4 separate regions of the Oryctolagus cuniculus genome follow, and all the other regions are linked to region 1. The links are chromatin contacts, called in public Hi-C and Micro-C maps. All regions are on one chromosome and are shown on one strand. The core of a region is the stretch at or near the end of the contact, and the rest is flanking DNA. Distances in the headings are between cores, read along the strand shown. Region 1 holds the start of TSC22D2 (TSC22 domain family member 2). Region 2 has its middle 210 kb from the start of TSC22D2. Region 3 holds the start of SELENOT (selenoprotein T). Region 4 has its middle 140 kb from the start of TSC22D2.

Region 1 (2,901 bases), core at 126-2,625:
AGGAGGAGGTTTGGGGAGACGGTCCCGGGAGTCTCGGCATCCCCAACATTGTTGAGGGTCTCTTCGGAGGAGCTGCGCTCGCAGACCTCCTCAGGCCCGTAATCTGTGGCCCGGGAAACGTCGAATATCTCGGAGGAGACGTCCTCTGTGCGCGACTCGTCCGGGTCGTCCAGGCTCTCGGTGTCCTCGGTGATGCTACTGGCCACCTGGGCCGTGGTGACACTGGTGATCTGGAAGCAGCTCTTCTTCTTGGCCGGCATCTTGGACATGGTGAGGAAGGCTGGAGGACACACGGGCACGCCGGCTCCTCGGGGATCCTGCCGGAAACGGCGAAGGGCAGCGCACAAGGGGGCCCCCAAAGACAAAGTCCGAGTCCGCGCTGGGGTGGGCGGCCCGCAGCTGAGGAGTCACGGGCTGATGCGGGCGCCGGACGCTCGCTCAGACATCCTCCTGCCCGCTGCCTTGTCGGGGTCGATCTCCGCGGCTCGGCCCCCCGGTCGCACTCGTGCGGCGGCGCCTCAATTCAACCCCCTCCGCCGCAGCAAGAGAGGGATCCCAGGGGCGCGCTGGCGGCTTCCTCCCTCGTCTCCGGGCCGCCGTGGGCAGTCCAGCTCGGCGCTCGGCACGGTCAGCAGGCCTGGGCTGGGGGTGGGAGTGGGAGGGCGAAGGGGAGGAGGAGGAGGAGGAGGAGGAGGAGGAGGAGGAGAAGGAGGAGGTGGTGGTGGTGGAGGAGCAGGAGGCGGCGGCGGCGGCGGCGGCGGCGTGAGGGGCGGCGCTGCCCCGCTCGGGCTCCTCAGGACGCGGCCGGCAGCAGCTCGGAGGGAAGAACGGGAGGAGTGGCGAGGCCGGAGGTTCCCGATTCAGCTGGGAGCCCGCGGGCCAGGGCTGGCTGAAGGTCTCCGGGCGGGCGGCCCTCCCTCCCCGGCTCTAGCCGGAGCTCAGCCCCAGGGACATGGTGACTGTCTTCAGGCGGAAACCCGCTCCGGGGGAAGGGAAGGCCGGCTCGGGCCTCCCCTCCCAGGGGGAGCCACCCCCGCGGGCGGCGGCGGCGGCGGCGGTCTCGGCCTCCCCTCGCGGCTCTCCGGAGAGTGAGGGGCGGCGGCGGCGGCAGACGGCTGGCCGGCGAGCGGAGGCGCTCCGACGATGGGAGGTAGCGGTGGTGGCCTCTTCGGCTCCTCCTCGGTGCTCCGGTTCGTAAATCCTGGAGAAACTGAAATTCAAACTGCTGAAGCGGCGGCTGCAGCGCCCTCCCCTCGGCCAAGATGGGGCTGAAATGGCCGCGCCAGGGATGCTGGGAGGAGCAGCAGCCCCGCTGCCGCCGCCGCTGCCGACTAAAATGCCGCCGCTGCCGCAGCTACCGCCAGCGCCGCAGCCGGCGCCGCTCCGTGACGCACCGGCGTCGTGACGTCACCGCCCCGCCCCCTCCGGTTTCCTGCAGTTTCGCGTGGAGGCTGGGGGTGGATGGGCGGAGCTAAAGGTTAAAAAAAAAGGGGAGCGGTTTCTTTCTTTAAAATATTTTTAATTTAAAATTTTCGCTGGCTCTTTAAGCGATGAAGAGCTAAAAACAGTTTTTAATTCTAAGCCGAGAGAAGCTTGCGACTTCGCTAATCTGATGTTAGTACATCGGTTTGTTCTGAGACACTGGAAGGCTGGAGGTCATGTGCTGTGTCTAATGTTTAGCAAAATCTTGGTGAAATGAGGGCGATAGCCGTGGGGACCTTGGAGGGGAGAATTAAATGGGATAAAGAGGGATACCGCGGGAGGAACCAAATCACTTAAAAAGTCTTGAAAATAAAGGTTGAGTCCTACAGTAAGAGAAGTGAAATGTTGAGAGGAATCAGGATGATTAACGAAGTAAAGCAAGCCAGATTGAGTCAGAAAAATGATCCTGCAGCCAGAAATTCTGTCTCCAACAATGGCATCAGGGGAGGGTTACTTGCCCAGGGTGAAGTCAGTTTAAAAAAAGATTAGGGGTTGCTAACATATTCCTGATTTTCCTGAATTTGCTGTGATTCCAGGCTGGCAGAGTTCATTTCAACTCTGGAGACTGTTTTCACTTTCAGCACGAAATCAGCCTAGTGACTCCACAAATGTGGAACCTACTGTATTACATAGATCTAGTTCTTTCTTTTGTTTATTCTAAAGCTGCTAGTTGGAGCCAGGGTGTTCATGGTTTTGGTTGGACCATGAACAACCGTAACAGGTCAGAAAGCACCCTTTCCTGAACTGGTGCAAAGAATAGCTGTGAAAGTGCTGGTGACTTTATCATTTTGTGGTTACTTCCCAGCAAAGGCAAATGGTAATACCATTCATTTTTCTTTAAAAAAATATTTATTTATTTGAAAAAGAAAGTTACAGAGAGAGGTAGAGGCAGAGATCTTTCATCCACTGGCTCACTTTCCAAATGCCTTCAATGGCCCAGCTGAGCCTATCCAAAGTGAGGAGCCAGGAGCTTCTTCCAGGTCTCCCACGTGGTGCAAGGGTCCAAGTCCTTGGGCCACCTCTGTTGCTTTCCAAGGCACATTAGCAGGGAGCTGGATTGGAAGTGGAGCAGCCAGGACTCAAACCGGTGCCCTTATGGGATGTTGGCGCTGCAGGCCGGGGCTTTAACCTGCTGTGCCACAGCATTGGCCCTGAAGGGCATAATTTCAAACAATTAAAAAAAGTAGGAGTAGTGGCTCTCGAACTCTGATGTACTAAAGCAAGTTATCATTTAGGTAGAATCTAAGAAGTCTTACTGGAAATCAAGATTTCCTATCTGTTGCAGCTTTAGTAATCACATCTTGATGACTTCCATAAATCAGTATGTTGTATGTCGTTTTACTCAGTTCTTAAATCTTTGAGGAGTAGACACACTTCTTATCTGAAAAGATTTTGATAATTAAAATCTATAGAGAATTT
Region 2 (2,901 bases), core at 147-2,646, 210 kb after region 1:
CCCTCCTGCAGACTCCCTGCACTTAACCAGCCAGTGTCTTGTCAGCATGGAGCTTCTCTATGCTTAGTACCAGCAACTCAGCACTAAGTAGAGCAGCTCAGAGCCTGCAAAATGATAACCCAATGAGGGGACCTAAGCAAGAACTGCCTGCCACACTGGCATTCTAACCTGGACATTTTTTTTTATATTCCAACTTCCTCTAGCTATTATATTTAATGTTGTTTGTTTATTTTCATCTACTTGAAAGGCAGAGTGAGAGAGAGAAAGATACAAACACACACAAACACATACGCACACACACAGAGCTTTCATCTGCTGGCTCTCTCTCCAAATGCCAGCAACAGCCTGGGCTGGTCTGGAATTGCATCTGAGTCTCCCACTGGGGTTGCAGAGGCCCAAGCACTTGAGCCATCATGTGCTGCCTCCCAGGATGCATTGAGAGGAAGCTGAATCCGAAGCAGGGAACCTGGGGCTGGAACCTGTGCACTCTGACATGGGTTATGGACATGGCAAGCAGCCGCTCAGCCTGCTGGGCCACAGTGCCCACCTCTTGAGCTGGAGACTCTTGAATTCTTTCTCCCCCTCCCCCGACCTCGACCATGACTCAGGCTAGCTACCAGAATTTTTCCCCTAGAATACACTGGCTTCCCTCTTGTACTCTTGTTTCTCTCAACTCTACTGTCTATGAAACAGCCAAAGCAAGCAGGACAAAATTAATAATCAAGTGACTGCTGGCTCTCAGGCTGCAGGTCCCAATTTGTAGCACACACACAAGGTTGTCTGTGACTTGACTTGCTTAGCTTTCCAGCTTGGTTCTCCCATCTCTAGATGCACCATCACTGACGTTCCCTTCCCCAGATCTGAGCCCACTCTTTTGCCTGCTTATCTTTCAAGGGAGTTCTTTTCTGCCTCAAGTGTTTCCCTCATGGGGCCCGTGTTTGTGGTGCAGTGGGTTAAGTTGTAGCCTATGACAGCGGCATTCCATATTGGAGCAATAGTTGGAGTTCCAGCTGTTCGCCTTCTGACCCAGCTCCCTGCCAATGGGAAAGAAGCAGAAAATGGCCCAAGTCCTTGGACCCCTGCCATTCATGTGGGGTGACCCAGATGGAGTTCTGGGCTCCTGACTTCAGCCTGGCCCAGCTTTTGGTCATTGTGGCCTTTTGGGGGAGTGAATCAGTGGATATAAGATCTCTCTGACACTCTGACTTTCAAATAAATAAAAAGAAATCTTTAAAAACCTTCTCTCCTCATCCCTCCCCCATTGCTTTATTGTGCTCTTTCCCTAGGAAATATCCCCTGGGTTAACAATTACGTACTCTGTATGGTTCTCCTTATTAAATTAGGATTACCCTTTACCTTCAACTTGTCTGTTAGAATGACTGGCACATGGTTAGTGGACAAATAAATGTATGAGACTGAAGGAAACAAAGGAATGCTTTTTATTCCTATAGACAGAGCCCAGGGCTGTGGTATGATGAAGAGAGGTCAGAGAATTGGACTAAGAGCTGGGTAAAATGTAGGGTCGAGGTCTCAACCACTGGTTTGACAAGACCACTAGGAACCACAAATGACTCAGGGAACTTAATCATTTAGTTTAAGGCAATCCCCTAAACCCATCCATCTTCTTTCCTGTGTATTTTAATTGGAAGCAAATAACAGCCTTTCCGGACTGGTCAATGCTTAAATGTAAGACAACTTGCCTATTTCATAACATCTCAAAACAAAAACAAAACCAGTGCAGCCAGGATCCCTGCTGAGCTGTGGCTGGAAGCTTGTAGTTGGGAGTCCATTAATTGAAATTGTCTGGGCTGGCAGAAGACAAAGTGCAAGTGGGTAAGCAGATTCCTTAAATTCTGCTAAACCGAGAGAAAGGACCAGAAGATGAGACATGTCATGGAAGAGTTGTTTTATTTTTAGGAGACCCTGATGTAAGCAAGCAGAACGCTGGACAGCCATGTCCTGTGATAGAAAGCCCCGGAACTGAGGACAGGATTCTGGGTAGGTCCCTTGGCTTCTTGGGGTCCCAGTTTCTTCATCTGCAAACAAGGAATAAGGAGAATGGAGTCTGCCTGCTGGAGGTGCCACTGGGGAGAGCGGCTTAGAAACAGCTGTGTGAGCGTCCAGGCCCTTGCTGATGCTGAGACGGGACTGGGCTCCTCCACCCCCACCAGGTCCTGCAGAGGAAACAAAGCATCAGATCTGGGAGAAGTGTTCCCGAGCAGAAGTCACCAGGTCAGACTTTATGACACTGACACACAGGAAGGAAGCACAGCAATCCCATTTTCCGTGATCAAACAAATGACTGAGTAGATTCCCGCTCATCAATGGTGTTATGATGTTTCTTGGCATCCCAGGCAGCTTCATACAACGTCATGTTGTGTTTCGTGTTCCTTGTTCATCAATATAAATCAGTCATTTAGCAAAATAATTCCAGGAGCTAAGGGCTCCGCTTTCTGCTCAGCACAGCGTGAGGATGTGGAAGGGATGTTCAAGATGTTTTCTCGTCTGGATCTCACGGCAAGGAGGCCATCGGCACCAGTTAGGCTGCACGCTGCATAATTACAGCTACACCCCCTTAGCACAGCAGACATCAGCAATCAATCACTGCATCTTTCCCCTCTGTATGCCTGGAGAAACCTCAGGACCTTTCTCAACACGTTGGTAACTGGAGCAAATTGGCGAAATCCATTTGTCATACCAGGTCTAGGCAGTCATCAGAGATTGTCCCTGAGACATGAAGCTTTAAGCAGCTATTAGATGGTGCCCTGATGCCCTATGAGAAAATTAAACAAGAACTCACAGGTTCTGGGCCCCTCTTTGGTTTTCAGAACACTTATTGGTTGTTCTTCATTCGAACAAAGAAAACAAGGGAGCAGAGTTAAGCCAAAATGTCTGGGTTGT
Region 3 (2,901 bases), core at 295-2,794, 190 kb before region 1:
GATGCCATAAACAAGAGTGTCAATTTGTTAAGTCAACAACAGGAGTCACTGTGCACTTACTCCTCATGTAGGATCTTTGTCCTTAGTGTGCTGTACATTGAGATTTAATGCTATAACTAGTACTCAAACAGTATTTTTCACTTTATGTTTCTGTGTGGGAGCAAACTGTTGAAATCTTTACTTAATGTATGCTAAGCTGATCTTCTGTATATAAAGAGAATCGAAAATGAATCTTGATGTGAATGGAAGGGGAGAGGGAGTGGGAGAGGGGAGGGTTGCGGGTGGGAGGGACGTTATTGGGGGGAAGCCATTGTAATCCATAAGCTGTACTTTGGAAATTTATATTCATTAAAAAAAAAGAAAACTACAACTATAACATACAAAAAAAAGCTGATTTTAAATAAATTACAGCTAACAGCAACACTGGAGTATAAGTACCAGGATTCTCAAGGTTTACTAATCTGACCATCCATCCTGAGAAAATGTCATCTTTTAGGGTGTAAGATTCTCCCGTCTGCGATTTTACAATTTTCGTTTTCTGTTGTTTTTCTAACCTTAGCTGTTCAAACCTTCCTCGGGCCCACTTACCTTTTAAAAAGCACTCCTGCCTTGCTTCTAACACTTAACTACTAGCCGAGCACAAAAATCACAGCGTTGAAAACTGCCGGGTTCTTTCCCTATGTGAGTGCCCATGACATCGGAAAGGCAGGAAGAGGTGCCAGCGCAAGGCATCTCCTGCGGAGCGGGAGTAGGGAGCCCCGGAGAGAACCCCGGCTGTTCCGTGAGCGAACCGTCCAAGCCGAGAGGAGCCAGGCGCTGCTTTTCTCACGCTGAACTGGGAGCCAGCCTCCCCACACTGCCTCTCCACGCCCCCACTCAGCAGTCAGCCGCGCAGCTCCAGGAGCCCGGGCGCCGGCCACTCCATGGGCTCCCGTGCCCCTCACCTGCCGGGCGGCCGGGCTGCGACAGCGGCAGGAGACGCGACCTGAGTGACAACCGCCTGCAGCTGCTCCGCCAACGCAGCGCCCGCTCACGCCCCAGCCGCAGGCAGCCGGGGCAGCATGGCGCGATGCGCCGACAGCTCCTCCGGACTGACAAGCGTCCCCCCGGCCTCGCCTTTCAGCGTTTAACCTTCTCCTGCCCTCCTGCCCCACTCCCCCAATCCTAGGAGGCAGACAACGAGTCGGCAGCTGTACCTGGAGGAAAAGAGGGGCGTCTGATCGACCCGCGGGGGAGACGGCAGGCTAAGGAAGGGCCCTGGCGCCGTTCTTCCGAGCTAAGGAAGGTGCAGCCACCTAGGCCGCGAAGCCGGGGCCTCGCGTACGGAGCTGCGCGGAAGACAGGCGGGGCGGGGAGGCCGGGGCTCGGCGCGTATACTCACCAAATCTGGAACTTCAGCAGCGGCCCCGTAGCGTACTGCATCTTTAATCTCTTGCTGGGCACGCCGCCCAGGTTGGCCGAGGCCTCGCTCCGGGCCACCGCCGACGCCGCCACCAGGAGAAGCAGCAGAAGCCTCATCTTAATTGAGCCAGCCGCTCCGGCCGCCCTCAGACAGACTGCAGCCAGCTCAAAGCCCAGCCGCGCGCCGCTCCTCACTGCGCAGGCGCGATCCGCCAAGGTCGGCCAGGGAAGCGCACACGCGCCTGCGCGGCCTGCCGCCTGCGCACACTCGGGAAAGCGGAGCTGACCTAGTTCGCTGTCCGAAGCCGCCACCATCTTGGGTGTATGCAGAGACTCTGGAAGGGAAGAGGAGAGGGTGGTGGGGAGGAGGCAAACGAGCTTAGTGGGATGTCAGAAGGACCCTTAACTTACTGCCCCGGAATATTTGGGTTTTAGATCCAATTTTATTAATTCAGACATTTATCTGCCTGATATACTTAGGAACACCTCCTTGACTGTCCGGATCCATGTGGCGGAGGTAGAAACAGCAATCTCTGGCCCTTTGAACGAAGTGGTCGACTTTTTAGGGAGTGCCCTTTCTTTAATCCTACAAGATTCCTCCCTGCTTTAAAAAACGTTAAAAATAAATTATTGGGGTGGCGCCGTGGCTCACTAGGCTAATCCTCCGCCTAGCGGCGCCGGCACACCGGGTTCTAGTCCCGGTCGGGGCACCGGATTCTGTCCCGGTTGCCCCTCTTCCAGGCCAGCTCTCTGCTGTGGCCCGGGAGTGCAGTGGAGGATGGCCCAAGTACTTGGGCCCTGCACTCCATGGGAGACCAGGATAAGTACCTGGCTCCTGGCTTCGGATCAGCGCGGTGCGCCGGCTGCAGCGCGCCGGCCGCGGCGGCCATTGGAGGGTGAACCAACGGCAAAAAGGAAGACCTTTCTCTCTGTCTCTCTCTCTCTCACTATCCACTCTGCCTGTCAAAAAAAAAAAAAATTGGGTTTCTCGTTTGGCAGAGTGGTCGTAACCGCTTTGGACATCCGGATCCCACGTCAGAGTGCCTGGTCCACTTCTGGTCCAGCTCCCTGCTGATATGGAGACTGCTGATGAAGGCTCAGTGCTTGGGTTCCTGCCACCCATGTGGGAGACCCTGGTTGATCCTGGGCTGCTGCAGGCATTTGGGAAGTAAACTAGCTGATGGGACAATGTCTCCACTTTTCAAATAAGTAAAATTTAAATAACTTTTAGGAGAGTCTGAAAAGTTTCAAACATCGACAAGAATAGGATTCCCTTTGGCAGTTAGCATTTTGACCATCTTGATTCATCAACACCTCTTAACCACTTCCCTCTCCAGGTGAGCTAGGCAGGCATACAGGTTAAATCCATTAGGTTTGTGGTCTGGAAGACCACGCCTCCACCACGCCCCTGTGTGATGACCTCATGCCCCTACCTGGCCACACCTGAACACCCACTGGCCAATCAGGTTAATTAACCACTCCCCTTTGAAAGTGGGCTAA
Region 4 (2,901 bases), core at 141-2,640, 140 kb after region 1:
ACAAGTAGGTAGATCAATCTAAAAATGCACAACTTTCAGTCTAATCGAGAAGTGCTGGGTGACCCGCCCGCACTTAAGAGCAGCCTCCCGTGGTCCCCAGGCAGCTCACCTGCCACAGGAAAGCAGTGCTGGTAGGTTTGGGTGGAGGAACATTTGCTGAAGAAGAAAGCTTTCTTCTAATAAAAAAAAAAACTCAAAGGAATTGTCCACGGGATATTTGGGCACAAAAAAAGGGTTCTAGGAGTTTGATCTTATTTTAAAGATACAGGTATAAAATACACCTCGCAGATACATTTCTAACTTCTCCCAGTGAATTTCTGGTGTAGTCTGTGTGACAAAACCCCTGATTGTGTGTTGTGATGAGATAATCAGGGGTCTTCTAGCACGGACTAGCAGTTTTCTGAAATTCAGTGGGTTTCATCTTGTACTGCCTAAGACATGTCCCTTAGAAGTGTAGATTCTTTTCCAGGAGTACATTATAAAATAGACAAATCTTATAAATACTGTAGGATTTTCATTCATTGGTTTTTTTTAACTTTCAAATGAGCTTTAATTTGTTTCCTTAAGTGCAGATTTTCATTCATTGTTGACACCGATACTAACATAGAGTGGGGAAACTCATGGCTCAGTAAATTGCTTTGTATGTGGGGTCTAATTATTTATACAAAATTTTTGCTTATTTCTACGATTGTTTCATGTCTGCTATACTCATTCTCAGCTATCTGGAGAAAAATCCCCTGATGTGATAAGGCACAATAGTAGTTTCAGCTCGCACATTTAAATGTAATTAAAGTTACATTTTAAATATTTGTATCAAATGTAAGACAGTCCACGTGCATAGCTTTCTTCAAAGAGCTTTGTCGTTTTTCAACAAGTTTGTCAGTCAGTCTTAGATTCATATGTGAGTGCAAGCTGGTTGGTTCTCTCTATGTGTTTCACATGGGTTTTGAGACATTATAAGGAAAAAAAAAAAAAAGCTTCATTCCATTGAGCCCATCTTCCCAAAGGACCTGGGTAAGGCTTTCCCAAGGCCACGGTCTTCTGTGCCAGATGGGGCTGGGCGCCGAGAACGCTGACACATCTGTAACCAAACCAGGGAGCCACAGTGGGAGCTGAGAGCCATTTCTCTGGAATGAGGGCCTCTCATTCCTTTGTTCTCGATATTTCCTGGCAACGTGTCCACAAACACATGCTATTAACAGATGGTGGAAGGCATGATTGGGATTTTTATCATAACATTTCCCCATGTTTCTTTCATACACCAAAGAAGCAGAGATGTATGGGCTAGCTGGCATTAGCACAGCAGGATTAAAAACATCTCCTCCAGGCTCCGAAGGCAGGCGTCCTCACTGCAGACACAGCCATTCGGCTAGCTGTGGCTTCCGGGCAGAACTACAGAACCCATTTTGGTGCACACATTGATTTCAGATTCCTTTAGGGATCAGTTGTTGATAGGAGAGAGACTGGCTTCCTCGGAGCTGAGTTTATTTGGTAAGTAGAGGCATATATTTCTGCCCCAGAACTGAGGCCTGCAGGATTAGCAGAAAGCCCTGAAGTCTTATAGACAACTGTGCCTCGGTATCCGCACAGTTGAAGAGGTATCCTTTGCTTAACCCCATAGGTATGTGCTGAGTAAGTCAAAAGGAAAAGAGGAGCAAGTGTGAAAAAGAACTTATCCAAAGAAGCCGGGAATTAATTTTGACCTTTGTTGTTGTTCATGCACAAACCTGTGAGTGTCCGCTCAGTTCAAGATCAAGATCGGCCACGTCTGTTTCCTACAATCATACAGACTGTATTCTCTTAGAGAAAATGGATTCCTTGGTGATTTATAGGTCTCTAAAGGACTGTTGGCTATAACATTCATTCAGACTCTTGTGCATTTTTGTAGCTGGTGTCATGTGAAGAATTTGAGGGTTTGTTAAAAGTATCTGCTGGTTGGGAATATTCCACATTGCATCCAAGATGATGAAAATTGCAAGATGATCCTTTTGGCAAATGGCTGAGTGTTGCAATCAGTAAGATTTATATTTGGTGGTCAGTAGCAAAGCTGAAGTGTCTCAGAAAGCTGGATGGTGATGGTTAGGAGCTGGGGAATCAGCTTCTTGTTTCAAATGTGACTCTTTCTCCTACCAGCTAAGTGACTTTAATCAATACACTCAATTTCTTTAAACTTTAAAATCCTTATTTATAAGTGGCTATGAAAATACTGTCAACTTTATATGGTTGCTGTGCATTTTAGATGAAATAATGTATAAAAACACAATGGTATGTGCTCAATAAACATTAGCCATTATTATTTGTACAAGGAGGTAAACAATGCTCTGGTCTCATGACAAAGTAAAAATGTAGAGTAATCCTTTGTTCAAAAGAAGGGGGGAAAACATTGTTAATGGTACTAAAATATAATACTTTCATACAGTCTCAGTTTGTTGTAGTGTTAAGGTTTTTAATTAATAGAGATTATTTGGGGCCTGTGCTGGGGAGCAGCAGGTTAAAGCCATAGCCTGCAATGCTGGCATCCCATATGGGAACTGGTTGGCGTCCTGGCTGCTCCACTCTGCTCTAGCTCTTTGCTAATGGCCTGGGAAAGCTGTGGAAGATGCCCCAACTTCCTGAGCCCCTGCATCCATGTGAGAGACCAGGAAGAAGCTCCTGGCTCCTGGCTTCAGATGGACCCAGCTCTCGCCATTGCAGCCATCTGGGGAGTGAACCAGCAGATGGAAGATTTCTCTCTTTGTCTCTCTGTCTTTGTAACTCTGTCTTTCAAATAAATAAAATAAATATTTAAAAAAAACAGATTATTTTAGAGCTATTTTAGACTTACAGAAAATTTTTTTAAAGATTTATTTATTTAATTGAAAGAGTTACACAGAGAGAGAAGAGACAGAGAGAGAGAGAGAG

Evidence for each region. Hi-C and Micro-C count contacts between places; a contact is called where the count stands out from the background.
Region 2: a Hi-C map of embryonic fibroblasts shows a contact between it and region 1, with 2.1 times the contacts expected there. The contact joins the enhancer-like site here to the promoter of TSC22D2 in region 1. A contact is called at or near these places in 2 of 6 Hi-C or Micro-C datasets (ear pinna and embryonic fibroblasts).
Region 3: a Micro-C map of ear pinna shows a contact between it and region 1, with 12 times the contacts expected there. The contact joins the promoter of SELENOT here to the promoter of TSC22D2 in region 1. A contact is called at or near these places in 2 of 6 Hi-C or Micro-C datasets (ear pinna and an unstated tissue).
Region 4: a contact with region 1 is called in a Hi-C map of skin fibroblasts, with 3 times the contacts expected there. The contact joins the enhancer-like site here to the promoter of TSC22D2 in region 1. A contact is called at or near these places in 3 of 6 Hi-C or Micro-C datasets (ear pinna, skin fibroblasts and an unstated tissue).

What each region holds. Positions count from the first base shown.
Region 1 is chr4:130,969,942-130,972,842 of mOryCun1.1, forward strand. It overlaps TSC22D2 (TSC22 domain family member 2), which reads right to left and starts at 1,376. Exons shown (of 5, transcript XR_011388135.1): 1 at 1-1,376.
Region 2 is chr4:131,179,130-131,182,030 of mOryCun1.1, forward strand. No RefSeq gene overlaps it. Among named protein-coding and RNA genes, the nearest start is that of TSC22D2, 210 kb to the left of the region's middle. Within about 2 kb of position 1,397, at least 1 of the 8 cell types and tissues checked has an H3K27ac peak or open chromatin away from gene starts, as enhancers often do. A contact at or near this core is called in ear pinna, where this site is marked.
Region 3 is chr4:130,774,988-130,777,888 of mOryCun1.1, forward strand. It overlaps SELENOT (selenoprotein T), which reads right to left and starts at 1,545. Exons shown (of 6, transcript NM_001199819.1): 1 at 1,382-1,545. The coding sequence starts at 1,518.
Region 4 is chr4:131,113,846-131,116,746 of mOryCun1.1, forward strand. No RefSeq gene overlaps it. Among named protein-coding and RNA genes, the nearest start is that of TSC22D2, 140 kb to the left of the region's middle. Within about 2 kb of position 1,391, at least 1 of the 8 cell types and tissues checked has an H3K27ac peak or open chromatin away from gene starts, as enhancers often do. A contact at or near this core is called in ear pinna, where this site is marked.